Linked DNA regions of Mus musculus: region 1 is linked to region 2. The links are chromatin contacts, called in public promoter capture Hi-C maps. All regions are on one chromosome and are shown on one strand. The core of a region is the stretch at or near the end of the contact, and the rest is flanking DNA. Distances in the headings are between cores, read along the strand shown. Region 1 holds the start of Mstn (myostatin). Region 2 overlaps Mfsd6 (major facilitator superfamily domain containing 6).

Region 1 (4,495 bases), core at 1,965-4,464, 340 kb before region 2:
ATATTTCACAAAGTAATCTATATACATATCATGGCTTCAACATTCTATAAGTACTGAACATATTTACTAGAAGTGTTGAGTATAATATATTTAATCAAGTATATCTATACATATAAGGGTATTTTAATTAGAATTTTAATATTTTTTTACTTTATGTGGAACCAACATTTTTCAATATAAAACATAGGAAAGAAACATAAAACGGGAAGGAAAGGTTTTAATTTGTTGGGTAGAAACCAGAATCTACAGTTACATAGAGACTTCATAGTTTATACATAATTATGTGACTTACAATGAAAAGGACATTACATCTAATTCCTAGTAAGGACCTCCTTGTGGAATTAGGAACATGATGTAATTGGTTTTTGGTCTTCATGCTAAGTAAGAACACCAAGGGGTTCATGTCCCTCATGGGACATGAGATTGACACACCAAAGGTAGGTGTGTACTGTTTTGGGTACACACCTACCTTTGGAGTAAGATACTTTGTCTGGCTTATGAGCATAGGAAATAGTATTTCTTTTTCACTATTATCATTCATGTCAGGAATAAAAATGTAACACGGTTGCTAGAATGTTATTTTCAGTTATCACTTACCAGCCCATCTTCTCCTGGTCCTGGGAAGGTTACAGCAAGATCATGGCCATTCTCATCCAAAGCTTTGATTTCAATGCCTAAGTTGGATTCAGGCTGTTTGAGCCAATTTTGCAACACTGTCTTCACATCAATACTCTGCCAAATACCAGTGCCTGGGCTCATGTCAAGTTTCAGAGATCGGATTCCAGTATACCTTGTACCGTCTTTCATGGGTTTGATGAGTCTCAGGATTTGCACAAACACTGTTGTAGGAGTCTTGACGGGTCTGAGATATATCCACAGTTGGGCTTTTACTACTTTGTTGTACTGTATTTTAGAGCTAAATTTAAAAAAGCAACATTTGGGCTTGCCATCCGCTTGCATTAGAAAGTCAGCTACAAAGGAATAAGAAGAAAATGACTGACATCAGGCCCCATCAAAACACAAATAAACTCACTCCTTAACATCAGCTGTTGGGGTAGTGTGTACGTATGTGGTCTTTTAAAATAAAATATTATGTGGAACTTCATTCATAGTTCAGAAGAAACATCAGAGAAAATAGTTGCTCTAGCTTTTCAGAATTTTTTTTTTTGACATCTGTATTTTCACCTGTTTATGTAGATTCTACTCCCCTTCCAGAGAACTCTGGGCTAAGGGATATTTTGTAAAAGAATGAACAGCACATGAAATTTTCAAGTGATGATGATTAGAGACTAAGAGACAGCGTGCCGGAACGTCCACTTAGAATTCTTTGGGAATCTGAGCAGTTACACTCACTGAGCAGCTGTACCAGTCAGTCTGGAGGAAGGAACCCTTCCCCCAGGCCTCAATTACCTGGAGACAAGACACAGGGAGCGATTTAACCAACCTCAGAAATGGCAAACAATATAATACATCTGTGACACTTGGGCTCTGGAAGAGCTATTCCAAGGAACAACAAAAACTTAATTAGCAAAAACCTCAGAGGTCATGCTCAAGCTATCTAAAAAATCAGAAAGCAGTGGCCTTGGGGCCAGCCTCTCACTGCAAGTTCAGCACTAACAATTGCTTTTCCAAACCCCATGTAAATAAGGGAGACTTTTTCCTGAACTGTTTGATCCAAGAGTCATAAATGAAAATTATCTGCTGTATCGTAACCTGACCGCTTAGGAAAGGGCTGGTTTGAAACTGTGTCATGTCTGGTTTTAAGTGTTTAAAGCATGGTATTAAAGCAAGATCTCAGACACATGGCACAGAAATCTTTCGTGTTCTGCCTGCTCTCTAAGGCTACCTGACTTGCTTTTCGGAGAACTCAAACAGGAACTGCCTGAAATGTATTATCTCCCAGAAGCAATGTGGCAGTTATAGGTAACGGTCCTCACCCTCCCTCTCATAAAGAATTAAATCTTTTAGAGGGTTACCGATCACTGTTCCTGCCTGGACGCTCACAGCCAGGACGCTCTCAGTGCGGTGCTATGAAGGGGCACAGGAGCATTTCACACCATGACCTCCCAGTTAATGCTCATTTCCTGAGTGTTTTCTGATACTCGGTCCTGAGTATTATTTTGCTATGCCTGCTTCATCGTGGCTCATGATAATGCATTTAATATTTAACTTCTTTAACTTTCCAGTGCAGTAGCTTTCACAATTAATATTCTAGCTTGTCAAGAGCATAGAAGCTCTGAGACTGACAGTTTTAAATAACAGAAAGCACTCTAACTGTGGAACAGTGTTCAAATAAACATCCAGCAGAGATCTCTCTTTAGTGTGAGTCAGGGGGAAACTAGTGCACATTTTAGACAAATGTAATTGTAAATTTCTCATGCTTTAACACTGCCTATAGAATCTCACAGTCCTTACATTATAGTGTGAGACTCTGAACACACAAGCATTCTACATTTTCCGCATAAAATTAAATACTATTAAAGCTGAGCCAGCATATTAACTTTGAGCTATTTGGCACTGCCAGGAAACAAGCAAGACAGATTTCATTGTCGGTATGTTTCTCAGGAAATCTTGGGGAAAAAAAAATCTCCTTTCTCTGCTACTTACATATAAGCCAACAGCTTGTTAAAAGCCTGAAAATAGATCTGTTTCTCATAAACACTAGGACAGCAGTCAGCAGAACTGTTGATATACTTTAACAGATATACTTACACTCTGTAGGCATGGTAATGATTGTTTCCGTGGTAGCGTGATAATCGTCATCTTCCAAAGAGCCATCACTGCTGTCATCCCTCTGGACGTCGTACTGATCGATCAGTTCCCGGAGTGGAGGCGCTCTTGGCAGAAGTTGTCTTATAGCATCTTTGCTGATGTTAGGAGCTGTTTCCAGGCGCAGCTTACTGAGGATTTGAATTTTTATGGCTTCTATTCTGGAGTACCTCGTGTTTTGTCTCCACGCACATGCATTACACAGCCCCTCTTTTTCCACATTTTCTTCTCTCTCACTGCCCTCATTTAGATCCACTGGGCCAGCAGCAATCAGCATGAACAGGTAAATATAAACATACATTTGCAGTTTTTGCATCATTTTAAAAATCAGCACAATCTTTTTTTTTCCCTTGTTCTTATTTCTTCTTTTTGCTTTTGAGTAATGCCAAGTGAAATATTAGTGCATGTACCGTCCGAGAGACAACCTGCCACGCCAGGGAGTCCTGTATACTGTATTCCAAGTGGCTTTTTATATTCCAACTTAGAGGAGACAAGTGTCGTCAGGATCTATGATTGGCTCCTGCTCCACAATGAATCTCGCTGTCAGAGGTTAAAACCCTGTCTGTCACAAGTCACCAAGCAGTATTTTGTTACAGTCGAGGGCAAGCTGATTCATTTGACTACTTCATAAATGAAATAAATCCCCAAATCATGAAAGATATATGTGACATTTGATAAATTGAAGTCTGTGTACTAATATAAACTGTACTTAAAGCTTATTAATCTCTGTAAAACTCTTGCTATCATTTAAGTTAGTAATTTTTAATTTAGATTTTGTGTTTAAAATAGAAAATGTTAATCCTTTAAGACTTGGAGTGCTGTTTTGTTACTAAAACAAATATTTGAGGGAAAAAATATGCGTTAAGTGCTGGGTAATTAGAGAAGTAAAAACTAGGAAGAGCTGACTTAATTTAAAGAAAGCTGAGTTTGTGACCCTGCTAAAAAGTTGCATCAGTAATTTGAGGAGCTTGTTTTCATGGCTTATTTGTCAGGACATATTACAAACCAGTCCTGGGACGTTTCTGTGTACATGGGTTTACTTTTGATAGCTTAATGGCTTTGACTAACATAAAACCTGTGCTTGATTTCAGCTTATAAGTATTGCTATTTTCTATTACAGAGATACAGACTAAAGACTGAGTGTTGCTTTTTTTTTTTTTTTTTTTTTTGATTGCCAACAGAATCCTGTCAGCGAGGAGGCCAGGCTCTGTACTTAGGCCGAGTAGATAATGGATTTTTGTAAGTAGCGCTGGAGCATTATTTCAGTTTGACTCAGACTTCCAGGGCTGACAGTAAAGTGCAATCTGTGTTCTCTGTGAATGATGTCAGGTCCCGTGAGCACACAAAGAGCAAGTCGCATGTAGAGGGGTGTCCTTTGTTGCGTTCCCATACTGTCACAGGCTAGCACCCCTTTGCCAGCGTCTCATTTTGACCAGAGGGCAGACACCTGGCAGGGATCTGGGCTAGAGTCTAGGGCAGAGAATGGTGCTTTTTGTTCTCTGAATTTAAGTGGCCTCTGCAAGGATCAAACTTTCACCCTTGGCTTTAGGAGCCACAAGATCGAATGGGGTGAACTCTTAAAGAGCTGAACAAACACAGCAGCAGGGACAGAGGACGCTTCCAGGCCACAGAGTTCCTCCTCCTGTTTGGGAAGCTGAGGAGTCTTTAGAATTTTAATTCATTACTCCCCTTACACACACCCCAAGAGACTATGGTGGCTTGTATC
Region 2 (4,273 bases), core at 1,770-4,269:
TGCCAAAGAAAATCTAGACATCTATATGGGGGAAATTGCCTTTTAGGTCCCAATTTTGTTACCTACAGATAAATCCTTATAACAATTTGATGTTATTTCTTTAAATCTTATTCTAAAATATATTTCATGAGAAGATCACAAATTTACAGATAAAAACTGACAAAGATAGATATTTGTTCTGTTGTCCTGTTTGTCTATGTTATATTTTGTTATGTTTTCCCATCATATGGATATATAATGCTAATTTTTCTTTTATAAGGATGTGCCATAATTTATTTAACTGCCCATATTATTCCTGCTTTCCATTGTTAACTATGAAAACGATTGCATTGTCTACACTTAAATCGTTGCTTTCCAGAAAGTCTATAGTTCTGTTTCCAGTGAGTGGGAGTGCTTGTTACCTTCATCAACGTTTTACAAGGTATTGCTAGGATTATATATTCAAACTTCTTTCTTTAACAGGCTAAATAATAAACTGTTACTGAAGGTAATTATATCATTATAATTGATAGCATTGATAATTCTCAGTCACCAGAACCTTAACAGCACAAGAGACAGCTAGGCAATTTTAAATGACATACAGAATGTGCTAAAAGTACACAAACTGGGTTTGTTTGTTTTTTAAAAAGATTATACTGTATTTAGTGGAATCAGCTCGAAACATTGGTAATAAGTTCATGGCCATAGAAAAATGTAGTTTAAATCTTAATATCTATATTCTGTGCTTTTTGTGAGAGCTATGCTTTCTTTAACCCCCTTCTTTAACCCACTTCTTTGTGTCAGTTATCAGCAGAGCCATATGATAAGAATCAGTCTTTTATTGAATAGCCATTTACTAAGAGTCCATTCTACATATACCTGCTATGAATGGTTATACTACTATATCGGAAGTTATGCTTTTACTTTTCAGTGTTCCTTGGTTGTTTTGTGTGTGTGTGTGTGTGTGTGTGTGTGTGTGTCCGTGTCCCATATATTTTTACCATAATTATATTGACCAAACTCATTCCTTCCCTGAAAATATTGGGATGGGATCTCTTTGTGTAAGTCTGATTGAAGAATTAATTTAGCTAGTTTTCAAAAGCAACTCTCAGCCACTCAATTTGGACACTGCTTTGTCTTTTTAAAAACTAATTTTCATTTTATATAAATTACCTCAATGGTATAACAATTTTTTATTGAAGAAAAGTCTGCTATAAAACCTTAAACAAATAATTGTTTTCAGTGTCAACTCTTACAAGCCTTTTCCTTTATTTCTATAAAAAGATTTTAAAAATCATTTTATTGCCAGTTTACTGACAGCCACATTTATGGTCATTGGGACAGAGGTGTGATTCTAGTGGAGACAGCTGTCAAATAGCCACTTAGTCATGACTGACCATGGTGGTTAGACTCCATCCGCCCGGTCTTCCCCTCCCCTCTTACTGTTGCCATGAAGAAATGGGACCCCATTGACCCCATGACCACCAGTGTGTAACACACTTGTTTAAGGCTTTCAGAGACCCCTGGCCATGATACTGTTGCTTGGAGGAGGCAGGTGGTAGAGCTGCAGGCCCCTGCTGAGGCGATGAGTAGAATCCTGAATCCGTGGGGATGCCAGCGAGATGCGTTGCTTGCATCCTGGGTTATAAAGTAGAAAGGATTTTCCCTTAAAATTGCATATCCTATCATCTTTGGCCCTTAGTTCACTGAGTAATCTGGGTACTCCTATTTGTAATGTTATTTCCTTGAGGAAAAGGTTTCTGAGCATCAGCAGTTGAAGTACAGTGGGTATCGCCACCCTTGCCTTTTCCTACACAGATAATGTCATTGCCATCTGGCTAGGGATTGTGGTTGGGGAAGAGATCAATAAAACTTGCTTCCATTTCACAGAAGCTTATGGAACCCCTTTAAGTCCCTACATTTTATTTCTTTTTAATGAATAAACACACAGGTTCAGTGACACATTTAATTCTCTTGAGCATCTATGACACTTTTCTTTTTGAAAAAATATCCATTTACTTTATGTATATGAGTACTACACTGTAGCTGTCTTCAGACACACCAGAAGAGCGCATCAGATCCCATTACAGATAGTTGTGAGCCACTATGTGGTTGCTGGGAATTGAACTCAGGACCCTTGGAAGAGCAGTCAGTGCTCTTAACCGCTGAGCCATCTCTCCAGCCCCTGAATTTTTTTTTTTTTATTGGAGAAATGGAAAAGATATATAAATATGTTTTCTTTAAAAGCTTTTCCATGCTTCCACTGGGCATGTTTGAAGATGGGATGTTTATTTGAAAGAAGATGATGAGATTCTGAAACTAGCTTCAAACATATAGTCTAAATTATTCTTAGATACCTATCAGTAGACTAAGTCAGCCGTCAAAAACACAGAGGCAGGAATCTGATGTTGATTGATACAGTCTAAAAGGCCTGAACTATAATTTCTGTTTAACTGACATTTGTTTCTCTGCATAAAGCAAAGATGATGAACCACCTACCTGGTTCTTTGTTAAGACTAGAGCTATTTCTCTATTTTAAAGAAATGAAATGAATTTGTTCCTGTTACCTTCTTAACAGAATGGAGAGCCGCTTTAAAGATTTTAATCCTTTTTCTTTCAGATTTGTGATGTTACTTGCAAATATACCAGTTGCTTCTTTTAACACAAGCAACCATTTTTGGCCTAGAAATAATCCTTATTGCTCCAGTCTGTAATTCAAGGGTGTTTTTTGAGAGCCAGAGCCCCATTCGCACCCTCTTCTGGGAGGTGGCTGGCGATGCTGACAGAGCATAATCTGTGAGCATCATGGGTAAAGTACCGGCTTAGTCCAGTGGGGGGCGTCAAGCAGTTCTAGAACATTTGGTCCAGAAGAATACTTTTAGAATAATTGCAAAAAATGTAGAGTATTATGGGATAAATCTGCAGCTGCCACTCTGCCACCACCAAATGTTCATATATTGCTGTTGAATGAAACTACTTGGTGCTTTCCTTGTATTGTTTCACTGGAGTCGTAAAATCCTCTGGGAGGAGTTGGCTGGGGTTGTCTTGTTTTGTTTGTTTTGTTTTGGCTCTGGTTTGGTTTTGGTTTTCCAAGACAGTGTTTCTCTGTGTAGCCCCAGTTGTCTTGGAGATTTTGTAGACCAGGCTGGCCTTGAACTCACAGAGATCCATCTGCCTCTGCCTCCTGAGTGCTGGGATTAAAGGCATGTGCCATCATTGCCTGGCCCCCTGGGGGTTGATATTTTGATCCTCCTTTTACTGAGAGGACAAGGGGGGTTAAAGAGGCATTTAGGACCTCACTGTGCTCTTTTCTAGAACTAATCTCTGATCACATTACATTTTATAAATTTATCACATAAATTTAAGACACATATTGCTATTGTGAATTGCCAAGTGACAGAGTAAAGAACAATATGAGCAGTGTGTAATCTCTCAGCTGTCTGTAATCTTGTAGGTATGGAGGAGGAATCTGTGAAAAGATTGAAAATAGGCTTACCTGTAAGTCCTGTAATAAATCCTACAAGTCAGGTGGGAGGACAGTGTGTGAGGTGGAAGTGGGGGAAGGAGAGTCACACAGTGTTACACGATGAATCAGGGTCCAGGCATTAACAATGGCTGCATCAGATACAGTTGACAAAGTGCCCTTTGTCCTAAAACATACTGTCCCATCTTTTATATCACCCTGTGAAAAGGCCCTACACTAAAATATAAGTTCAGATGGCAGGATGTTTGTAAAATCCAAACATGCGCATTCTGCTCCCTGCTTCATCCCCACAGAGGCTCTCCACTGCTCTGAGCATGTTCCTGTACACCATGCTATACAAAGCCCAGTGTGCACTATTTCACTCTCACAGCTGCCATGAAACAATGCCCCCCTTCTCATTGGCAGCTGAGGAGGAGATAAAACAAGTTAAAACAGTCCCAGAGTTTTGACAGCTGAGATTTCCTGCCAGTCTCAGAATCCTTCCTCTCTCCTGAATGGCTCTGCATCTTCAGCTCCCTCAAGGGGCTCCCTCGCAGGACTTCTGTGCTTGCTCCTGTTTTAGCATTTGAAGCAGTATATTGGGACTTGGAGAACCTCTGTCATCTCTGTTGTCTGTGGACTAGAAATCACTATATGATTTTCACTGTGTGAACCATGGGCCGCAAAGTGCCTGTCCATCTAATGGTTGGTGGTGAGGTTAGATTAACCCGTTAGATTAAAAAGAAAATGGATGTCTGTATTTTCAGTCTTTAGTATCCTGTTTTGTGTTGTTTGTCCTTCACACTGGTATTCAAGTATTTTGTGATCTGT

Evidence for each region. Promoter capture Hi-C pulls out the DNA fragments that hold promoters and counts their contacts.
Region 1: a contact with region 2 is called in a promoter capture Hi-C map of hippocampal neurons, with 2.3 times the contacts expected there. The contact joins the promoter of Mstn here to the enhancer-like site in region 2. A contact is called at or near these places in 10 of 39 promoter capture datasets (the 3T3-L1 cell line, 3T3-L1-derived adipocytes, cranial neural crest and 5 more).

What each region holds. Positions count from the first base shown.
Region 1 is chr1:53,060,359-53,064,853 of GRCm38.p6, reverse strand. Mstn (myostatin) reads right to left here and starts at 3,214. Exons shown (of 3, transcript NM_010834.3): 1 at 2,713-3,214; 2 at 598-971. The coding sequence starts at 3,088.
Region 2 is chr1:52,717,832-52,722,104 of GRCm38.p6, reverse strand. All of the region lies in intron 1 of Mfsd6 (major facilitator superfamily domain containing 6), which reads left to right. Among named protein-coding and RNA genes, the nearest start is that of Mfsd6, 7.4 kb to the left of the region's middle. Within about 2 kb of position 3,019, at least 44 of the 459 cell types and tissues checked have an H3K27ac peak or open chromatin away from gene starts, as enhancers often do. A contact at or near this core is called in hippocampal neurons, where this site is marked.